2 separate regions of the Mus musculus genome follow, and region 2 is linked to region 1. The links are chromatin contacts, called in public ChIA-PET maps. All regions are on one chromosome and are shown on one strand. The core of a region is the stretch at or near the end of the contact, and the rest is flanking DNA. Distances in the headings are between cores, read along the strand shown. Region 1 has its middle 29 kb from the start of Rpp21. Region 2 holds the start of Trim39 (tripartite motif-containing 39).

What was found. ChIA-PET counts read pairs in DNA pulled down with a chosen protein or histone mark.
Region 2: a contact with region 1 is called in an RNA polymerase II ChIA-PET map of effector CD8 T cells, with 89 read pairs. The contact joins the promoter of Trim39 here to the enhancer-like site in region 1. A contact is called at or near these places in 2 of 39 promoter capture datasets (macrophages and pre-B cells), 1 of 15 datasets of contacts at CTCF or cohesin (the NIH/3T3 cell line), 10 of 484 Hi-C or Micro-C datasets (CD4 T cells, CD8 T cells, bone marrow-derived macrophages and 4 more), 7 of 115 datasets of contacts at active chromatin or transcription factors (the SCID.adh cell line, effector CD8 T cells, embryonic fibroblasts and 3 more) and 3 of 9 other capture datasets (adipose tissue, liver and pancreatic islet).

Annotation. Positions count from the first base shown.
Region 1 is chr17:36,226,446-36,231,596 of GRCm38.p6, reverse strand. It overlaps the pseudogene Gm10074 and the pseudogene Gm18604. Among named protein-coding and RNA genes, the nearest start is that of Rpp21, 29 kb to the left of the region's middle. Within about 2 kb of position 2,301, at least 10 of the 459 cell types and tissues checked have an H3K27ac peak or open chromatin away from gene starts, as enhancers often do. A contact at or near this core is called in CD8 T cells, the SCID.adh cell line and effector CD8 T cells, where this site is marked.
Region 2 is chr17:36,269,194-36,274,344 of GRCm38.p6, reverse strand. It overlaps Trim39 (tripartite motif-containing 39), which reads left to right and starts at 2,912. Exons shown (of 7, transcript NM_178281.1): 1 at 2,912-3,008.

The DNA of each region.
Region 1 (5,151 bases), core at 1,052-3,551:
CCTCTGTGGGCGTCTTTGCGCCGCACGCGGCCGCTAGGGGCGGTCGGGGCCCGTGGCCGCCTTGGCTTTTCTTCATCTCTGTGTCCTCGCCCGGGCGGTACCCGCTCAGGCGCCGGCCCGCGGGACGCCGCGGCTTTCGTGTGCCGACGCGAGTCACCCCCCGGGGTTGCCAGTTCGGGGAGGGAGAGGGCCTTGCTGACCCGTTGTGTCCCGGCTTCCCTGGACGGGGTGGGGGGTGGGGGACCCGTCGTCTGTGGATTGTGCGTCCCGGGGCTCGCGTGTGAGTAAGATCCTCCACCCCCGCCGCCCTCCCCTCCCCCCGGCCTCTCGGGGACCTCTGAGACCGTTCCCCGACTCGTACTCCAGTGCGGCCGGATGCTGTCTCTGTAGACCAGGCTGGCCTCAAACTCAGAAATCCACCTGCTTCTGCTTCCCAAGTGCTGGGATTAAAGGCGCGCTCCACCACACCTGGCAGCTGTTCTTACAGAATTCCTGAATTCAACTCCCAGCAACCACCTGGTCGTTCACAACCACCTGTAATGGGACCCTATGCCCTCTTTGGTGTGCATGAAAACAGTGTATTCATATAGATAAAATAAATATACATATACATAAAATAAACAAATCTAGCCGGGCAGTGGTGTTGCACGCCTTTAATCCCAGCACTTGGGAGGCAGAAGCAGGTGAATTTCTGAGTTCGAGGCTAGCCTGGTCTACAGAGTGAGTTCCAGGACAGCCAGGGCTACACAGAGAAACCCTGTCTCGATAAAATCAAAAATGATGATGATAAATAAATAAATAATGAACTAATCTTACAAATCAAAAAAAGTCATATTTGAAAAAAAGGGGGTGAGGAGGCACTGAGCAGCCTCTTGACTCTGTCAGGACTCATTTGTAAGCCTTCAGTGACAAAATGCATGAGAATTCATCTAGAGGTCAACTCTTCCACCCCGCATACCCTTCACCACTATTATACACTGTATAATAATATACATTATACACCATTATACAGCATGCTCCTATTCCTTTCCTTTTTCTCCCATAGACATGAAAGAAATGCTAACAGGGTTACCTACCCAGCACAGACAGAGAGCTGCAGCTCCCAACACTCCTGTGGTGACCAGGATGGGGGCAATCCCCCAAAGCCTAGGACTAGAAGAGACCCAAAGAAGTTTCAGCCTCAAGGGAGAGATGTCCTAAGGGCAGAAAGAAAAGTCAGAGTTAGGAAAGCATCCCTTGCTTCAGAGAAGGAAGCAAGCACTTTTTTTTTTCTCTTCAAAGTTTTATTTCCCTAACTTCAGGTCAAATTTCCACAAAATTGTATTCTGGTCAATTACTAGCCTTTTTTAGCTCCCCACAATGGTAGTACCAAAGGATTTGTGAATCAGCGAGAAGAGACCACTTTAAGAAGCATTGTATTTACTCATGACACAAGGCAACAGAGTTGGGTATCTGACTGTTCAACAACACAAAGCTTTAATTGCCTCAGTGAGGACAGACAGGAAAACCAGGCTGTAGACACTCTTCAACTTGTCAGAAATCAGACCAAGGAAAATCTATTCCACACCAATCCAATCTTTTCTTTCTGTTGCCGCAATATTTTTCTTCTTTTAATTATCATATCATGTATTTTCTCAAGTCCTTCCTTTAGCCCACCTCCTATGATTGCACAGGTGGGCTGCCAATGCCAAGAGTGCATGAGGTCAATTCACCTATTGGTAACAAGTCTCAATCTCTGATAGACCAGGTGGGTAGCAACTAAAAGTACAGGGACTCCCTGGTTTTCTGATATCTTTGTTATTTTATAAAGTTCAGTTTGGGCTTCTTCTGTTTGCTACACCGACAGAGTCCACCACAAACACAATGTCATCTATGCATGGGGTATATAACTATCACAGTGGTCTTAATTTCTCTTGCTCAGAAAGTGAAAAGTGACTACATCCGGAAGTGAAAAGTGACTGTTTGAGAATTGCCCAAGGTTACCTTAGTTTTCTCAGTGTTAAATCCTTTTGTAGGCATGGTATTTACAAAGTCGTTGAACTGCAGCCTGCATAAAATTGTTGTCTTTCCAGCACAGTCCAAACCAGTGGGAAAGGACCAAAAGGTGGCAGGCTGGTTCATACCCAAGTTCTAGCTGCAAATGGTTTACCAAACTGAATGCTTTCTTCTTATCTGTTGAGAATTTCCTTTTCTGGGTGAGAGAGCTACTCGATTTCACTTTCCACCCTCTGCTGTCTACTGTCAGCCACTGCCTAGAAGTCCTCCCTTTGCAGCAGTGAGGTCTGACTGGGGGGGGGGGGGGGGACAGAGGGAGGGAGGAGCGTCTACTGTCAGCCTCTGCCTATTTCACTTTCTGCCCCTACTGTCTACTGTCAGCTGCTGCCTAGAAGTCCTCCCCCTGCAGCAGCTAGGTCTGAAGGGGGAAGGGACAGAGGGAGGGAGGGGCAGAAGAGCTGTGGCGCACCAGCCTAAACCTAGTGCTAAACCTAGTTAGGGGCACACTAGCCAGCCTCCCTAGGTGGCGAGGCGCCCAGAGAAGGAAGCTCTTAAAGTAACAGCTGAGTATGGAGAAGGAGGGAGCAGGAGTCTGCTTTACCAGAGGGACAGTGGAGGTCACCATGATCACTCAATATGGACAGGATGGAAGTCTGGACTGACAGTCCATTCCCCATTTTCAGCTGCAGATGGTGTCCCAAGATGAATGTATTCTTCTTTTCAGCTTATGATTTCTCTTTCTGGGTGATCGCTGGCTGACAGTCCTGATTTGTCACCTCACTGTCAACCTGGGCTGTCAGCTGCTGCCCTGCTCAGGAGTCTGTCCCTGGGCAGCTGCAAGCCCTGATGCTCCCCACCCGCTCTTGCTAGGGGCATGCTCACCAGCCTCCTTACACCAACAGCCTAGTATAGGCAAGGAAGGAACAGGAGTCTGCTTATCAGAGGGACTGTGGAGGCCACCATGATCACTCAATATGGATTGCATAGAATCAAACCCCACAAGGTCTCTCATGCAGCACAATACAATTGAAAATTGGCCTAAGAAGACCACCCACTTTACTAAGGGTGCTTCATAGTGTCTTCTATATAGAAATTGAGGGTCCTGAAATGAGGCTCAGATTTCCAGGACAAGAAAACACAAGGGTATGAAAGCAGAGCTCTGCCACTCAATGGTGATTACAGAAAAAAAAAATGTTGATCTCCACCAGGACTCAACATTCCCAGGACCCAGCTCAGGCCTTCCATTCTATTCTGAGTCTCTAAATAATGAGAACTCAGTCATGTGGGAATTTGACCTGTCCCCTCCCCAAACCACCTCTTCCAGGCTTTCCCACCTGACATAGACCCCCAGATCTGCTTACCAAGAAGAAGAGACTCTGGCTCATGGTGAACACTAGATCCTTCCAACCTGCTCTAGAACAGCTCTGGATAACAGGACCCAGGGATTACTGCAGATCACTTGCCCCGTGCTGCACGAAATGAAATGGGCAGTCTATAAGTGATTGTTTAGTATGTAGTGTCACTGGAGCAGTCCTGATATGAGTCAGCCTCATTAGACACCATCCAATGACATTTGTCGTCTGAGCCAAAATAGTAGCCAAATATTGGAGAGCTCATCTCTTCGTCCTGTCTCCCATAAAGTTTTGTAACTTATACTCACTTCTTCTAACTTGTGCTTGTGGTTTTAGGTTTTAAGATAGAAGGTACTGGAGGCCTGGCGGCTTTTTCAAATTTTCCGTTGCTCACTGAGCTGAACTACGGTTGGGATTCCTGATGCTGAGTTGGGCAGGTATACCTCCATTCTCTAGGGAATGCCAATGTGGGAGGACAAGAAGACCCTGACCTCTCCCTAGATCATCTTAGAATAGCCTCAACCAACAGTCACTTTTAGTGGGATTAACTAATTAAACCTCATCCTATAAGCAGGTGTCCTAGGTAAACCTAGAACCTGGTCTCTGGTGCTTGAAGGACAATTCCTCCAGTTCTAAAGAAAAACATCCATGGAGCTTGGAAGACAAGGTCAGTGGCTCAGTGGGGGAAGCAATTGCCACCAATGCCATCCCTGAGACAAACACAGTGGAAGGAGAGAACCTGGTTCTGCAAGGTTCCCTCTGACCTCCTCATCTGTGCTGGGGAAGAAGATGGACAGGTACACGACAGACAGACAGACAGACAGACAGACAGACAGACAGACACACACACACACACACACACACACACACACACAGACTCACAGTGAAAGTAATAAAATTTAAAACGCCAGAGTTTTGGGTCTTATTATAGGAAGGGAAAGAAGAATGGGAAGGAGGAAGGAAATGAAGAAATAAGATTTGTAATTGTATTTGCAGCCTTCGCTGCGGCCCCATCCGGTGCTCTCCAATGCCAGTGCTGCATCTTGCTAGCTGACCGCAAATCACAGGTGGTAAAGCACCCTGGAAACAACAAAAGCTCACAAGCTCACAAAAGTGCGCCCTCTACCAGAGGAGTGAAGAAACCTCATCGTTACAGGCCTGGTACTGTGGCACTCTATGAAATCCGATGCTATCAGAAGTCCACTGAACTTCTGATCCGCAAGCTCCCTTTTCAGTGTCTGGTGCAGAAATTGCTCAGGACTTCAAAACAGATCTGAGCTTCCAGAGTGCAGCTATTGGTGCTTTGCAGGAGGCAAGTGAGGCCTATCTGGTTGGCCTTTTTGAAGATACCAATCTGTGTGCTATCCATGCCAAACGTGTATCAATTATGCCAAAAGATATCCAGCTAGCACACCGCATACGCGGAGAACGTGCTTAAGCGTCCACTATGAGGGGAAACATTTCATTCTCAAAAAAATTTTTTTTCTCTTCTTCCTGTTATCAGTAGTTCTGAATGTTAGATATTTTTTCCATGGGGTCAAAGGTACCTAAGATAAGATTGCGAGTAGAAACAAAGGACAGAATCAGGTATTGGCGTTTCTCCACGTTCATTAAATGCAAGATGTAAAGCATTAATGCAAGCAAAATGTTTCAGTGAACACATTTCAACACAATTATAAATAAACCTGTTAAAATCTTCTGGACAATACCAGCATTTGGATTTTTAAAAAAATAAATAAATTTCTTATTGACGACAACTAAATGGTGTTTGTAGCATTTTTTTAACCAAAAACATCTTTATTTT
Region 2 (5,151 bases), core at 1,663-4,162, 42 kb before region 1:
GCAAAAACAACAAAACAACAGAACAAAAAACAACAGTAAAGACAATTTTTTTAAAGTCAATTTGTTGTATTTGACATTTGTGGTCCTAAATCTTTGACCTCAGACACTGCCTGTTTTCTGACATTAAAACAGTTTTGAACTCTTTAAGTATGAGGGGTTAAATATGCATCTCAGGTGTAGTAGTCAACACCTGTAATTCTCTAGTACTGAGGTGAAGCAGAAGGATCGAGCTTCCTAGTGAGCCTTGACTACATAAAATGCTACCTCAAAGGAGCCAGAACTGCACCGTGTTTGTGAAGAACTAAAACAGAAGAAGGACCACTTCCTCTGAAAGGAGGGCACGCATTCAAATACACGCAAATATGTTGAATGCCAACTGTTGCAGGAAGGAGAGAGAGTGTTTTGTAGTGGCTTCCTCTGAGATTAAAACCTTGCATCATGGAGGGAAACTTCCTAAAACAAGGGGTTTACAGAGATGTAAAGCAACAAGACATTCTAAAGAGAAGTGAAGTGCTACAGGGAAGCACCTTAAGAAACAACTCCTGACAGCTTCAGAAGTCCAAAATCCCTTCCTCCCGAGGGCATTAACAGTAGACACTGCCGAGAGCCACTCTCAGGTGAGCCCAGCAGAAGCAGATGACGACTGGAAGAAATAAGAACAAGCAGCCTGGAAGATGCGCACACTAGCCGGAAAGAGACCCTCAGCCTCTTCATCTGTGCAGTGTGCTCCAGGTTTCCAGCTATGTGAGCTGTCAACTACACGGGGGTGGACTTTGGTGACACCGTGTTGTCTTTGAGTTATTTCTGTTCCTGTAAGTAACTCCTCACCCATATTCCTCTAAATAACCCCAGTAAAACTCATGCTTCACCACATCGGACTTCAGTGGTACGCATACTTTGGTCCGTGTCAGTTTGTTGAGATGAGCAGACACGTGTTTATCTCCCCAGAAAAGGTCTGTCTCACAACAGAGGGACAAGCTACCTATGCATCCAGTAGTGTCAATGTGCATCCTAGCACTGACTCCTCCTGAGTCCATTACATCTGTACCAGCAGACGATCCCTCCACATCAACTCATCCCCTCCACAAAAATCTTCACCATGACAGGTTTATGACACTTCCAAAAACAACAAGCGTTAGCATTTTGTCTAGGCTCTGCCCCAGTTACCTCTCTTGCCTTCTTGCTCTTACTCTGTCCTGTCCTGCCTCTTCCCCCTCTCTCACCACTCGCCTCCTCCTCTCTCCCCACGTGCTCATGGCACTCACGGCTGGCCTCTACTTCTCTTTCTTCTCTTCTCTGCTCTCTTCTCCCCCCCCCCCCCCACCTTTCTCCGTCTCTACTACCCTCTCAAATCCCCTCCCCATTCCCTGAATAAACTCTATTCTATACTATGCCATCGTCATCGTGTGGCTGGTCCCTCAGGGGGGAGGGATGCGGCAGCATGGGCCTGCAGAGGCACCCCTCCTCCCACACCTGACTACACCTCCACCAAACACACTCCTTCTCTCCTTATCTTTTTATAAAACACAACAAGGAGGCCAATGTGCAAGTCTGGAGTCTATCCATAAGCTCCATCTGCTCTCCCAGAGAAACTTAAGCAAGGTCTTCAAAGAGAAAGAAGCAGGCTTTGGTTCCCACCCAGTGTTTCCTGAGCACAGGATTTGGTCCTCCTGGCATCCTAGATGCAGGGGCAGCAAAGCACCGAACTAGACCGGTTTTCTACACTCCAGCTCCAGCCAGGGAAAGCGTTTCGCTAATGTCAGCTGTGGTGGCTACTCCTGGTGGTCAACTTGACTATCTGGAAGGAATTACAACCCAGAATTGGAGGGCTCACCTGTGATCCAGATCTTGAGGCTGGAAGACACAAGTTTCTGACCTGGATCTTGACATGGAGATCTTGAGGTACAGTGGCCATTAAGTTTAGGACCAGGCAAGGCAGTACACGACTTCAATCCCAGACTGGGGCAAGGAGTTCTCTGAGTTCAAAGTCAGCCCGGGAGAAAGCAAGTCCCAAATCCAAACAAGGTGGTGCACACCTTAATCTGGGCCACGCCTTCTGCTGGAAGTCTACATAAGGACATAGGAAGAAGGAAGATTCTCTTCTTCACGGGCTTGCACTTACTTGCCAGCACATCTGTCGGAACCTACTTCTACAGAAGACCAGCTGAAAGAACTAGCCACGTGGGACTGCGCAACTACTAGATTCTTGGACTTCCCATCCACAGCTGCCCATTGTTGGGTTAGCCTGTAAGTCATCACGATTAATTATAGAGAGAGAAACATTCACTAGGTTCTGTAGCTCTAGAGAACCCCTGGCTAATACATCACCCAACCGGAGGAGGGGAAAAGACGCACCTCGGTCTGCAGCCAAGATAACTCACCTACTACAGCTTGCCGGTTAAATTGCCAAACCTCAGCCAGTCGGAAGTGACGTGCCAGCATAGACTCTCAGGTCGGCCACGTAATACACCGCCGCCTTAAACAGCAACCCTCCCCCAGAATTGACCCGGAGACCGGGAAAGTGTGGCCCAACGCCCACAACCCGTAGCCGCCCAGGCCTCTGCGGTTCCCAGCCCCACCGAGGACCAGCTTGAGCCTCTGCGGGCTCGCTGACCGCGCAGCTCTGCCAGCCCAGCCACGGCGCGCTGCCCGCCATGGGGTTCGGCGTCTCGCCACGCGCATGCGCGGCCCTCAGTCTCCGGGGGACCGCTCTGGTCACCTGGGCGCCAGCACCTCAGCCACGGGAAGCGGCGGGTTCCCTCTCGCCCGGTAAACTAGCCGCGCAGGCCCTCGCCTCCGGCTCTCCGCCCGCCACCCGCCGCGGGCCCGACTAGGCCCTGGCACGGCGGCTCGGCGCCGCGCAGCTGTCTTCCATCGCCGCAGCGCGGCTTCCGCTTCCGGCGAGTATTGTGTGTCGCGCCGCGGGGCGGGGGTGAGGGGAGGAGGAAGGAGGGAGGCAGTGCTCCGGCGGCTCCGCGCCCGGCACTCCGGGACCCGGAGCCGGGAAGGTAGGTGCTGCGCCGCCGCCACAAGGGTCCCGCAGCCGGCTCCAGCGAGCGGGCTCCTCTCGCCGCGGCCCTACGCCCGGCGAGTACGTCAGCCGGCCGGCGCGCAACCACAGCTGCCTCCGCCCGCCTCGGGCCCGGAGGACGTTTGCCGCCCCGGCGACGTCAGCGCGTCCGGCGTTGCTTGGCTACCCCGCCGTTCCCCTGTCCCGCTGCCTTTGGTCTCCCCGGGTGAAACTGACGCAGTCATCGCGGGTCTGGGCTGCGACATGGCAGCGGGCATCCCACCTTCACGTCACACCTCTCCCTCACTTAGACACGCATCCGTTCCTCCCTGCCAAGCACGACGTATGCTCCCTCACTCTGGTCCTCATGCTCCCGATATGGCTGGAGAAGATGGAGAACGGGTGGGACAGAGTTGTGGCCAGTGCTTGAAAGAGGCTCCTGAGGTGGTACCCAATAGTGATTAAAGGCAAAACGTGGACGTCTCTGACGCGATTACTTACACTGAGATCGAGTAATGGAGAGTGGGAGGAAGGATCAAGCCAGAGGAGCACAAGGCCATATTATGGCTGCCCTCTACACCACCACCACACCACCCCCAGCTCCAAATCCTCTCCGTTCTTCACTATCCTTGAGCCCGTTTCTCTCTCATACCATCTATTTGCTAATTAGATACATGCAGGTCTCTCAAGTGTGAATATGGTTCAGTTTTAGGTGAGGATGCCACTTATCTGTAGGATTGAGGAGGAGGAGGCTAAGTCACTAGTCAAAACTGGATTCTAATGGGCAGAGAAGAAAGAAATCATCCAACTGTACTTATCTGGATCAATTCTTTTCTCCATTAAAAGAGGATAAGTTACCAACTCCTACTTAAAATCCTTCCATTTGTACCACCAGTATACAGAAATAATCATTGTTGCCCCAATTCATTACATGGGCACTTTTCTGTCGATGGGTAGACCTATCAAATTTCCTTCCTTTTTGGGGGGCCCCTTTTGGGACAGAAGGAAAGTAGGGGGTTATGGGACCAGATAAATTAGCTTACTTATGTATTGACATCTTAAGAATGGAGAGCTTTGGTTGTCTCTTTCCATACACTTATTCATTTATTGAGACCAATAACTATTTATTGGTTATATTTAATTTAGGCTGGCCTCGAGTTCCTGAGGCTCCTGCCTTTGCCTCCTCGGTACATGCGCTACCTACCTAGTATTAACCATACCTGGCTAATTTCCTTCCTAATCACTGACTATCTAAGGAGTTAGTTATCAGTAGTGACGTTGAAAGACTGCAGTCACCACTGAATGTTTAGAATGTACTTGCCAGCTCTCTCTCCAAGAAGCTGCTGCCCTCAATGCACTCAATGGTGCTTCCTTAGAGCTGATATGTATTTGTTGCTTTGCAGCCATCCCAGCTGCACACAAATAGAAATGCGGTGAGTGACAGGAGCATCTTCAAGAAGAGAGCGTTCTTCCTTTGGGCTAGTTTGGGGAAAGGAAGAACCATGTCATGCTTTCCCTGAAACAGTGTGTTACTGTAGTGTAACTCATTAAGAGGAACAGCAGACAATCAAGGCTAGACTCTAAAACAATAAACTTCCTATGACGTTAGAAGAAGTAGCTTGGGGTTCTTTGAAATCGATGCAGTAATTATATATGAAGTTCTTTAAAGTAGTAATGAGTTCTAGGGCTGATAGTCAGTTTTAATAGATATGTAGATATATTATTTGTTTTACAAATCTTACTCTACAGCCCAGGCTAGCCTTATTCTTGTATTGATCCTCCTGCCTCACAGTGAGCCACCATGCCCAGCTAAAATCTTAATACTTTGGCTTATGTGACATATCTCATTTCCCATGGTTCCCTCCCTGTAGAAATAAGATCTGTGTAATTCAAGCTAACCTAGAACTCATTGTGTAGCCTACGTTGGCCTTCAGCTAATGACAGTCCCCCTACCTTGACCTCAAAAATGGCTAGGGAAATGGGTTTCAGTCGCCATATCAGGCTCCTTTTCATTGCTGGTATTGAAAAAGCAGAGGTAAAGAAATTCTGGGCACTGCTGATATTTGCTGACTCAAAATAATAATAAAATAATAATAACAGTGATGGGGAGAGGTCACACACACTGTAAATAGACCAACAGA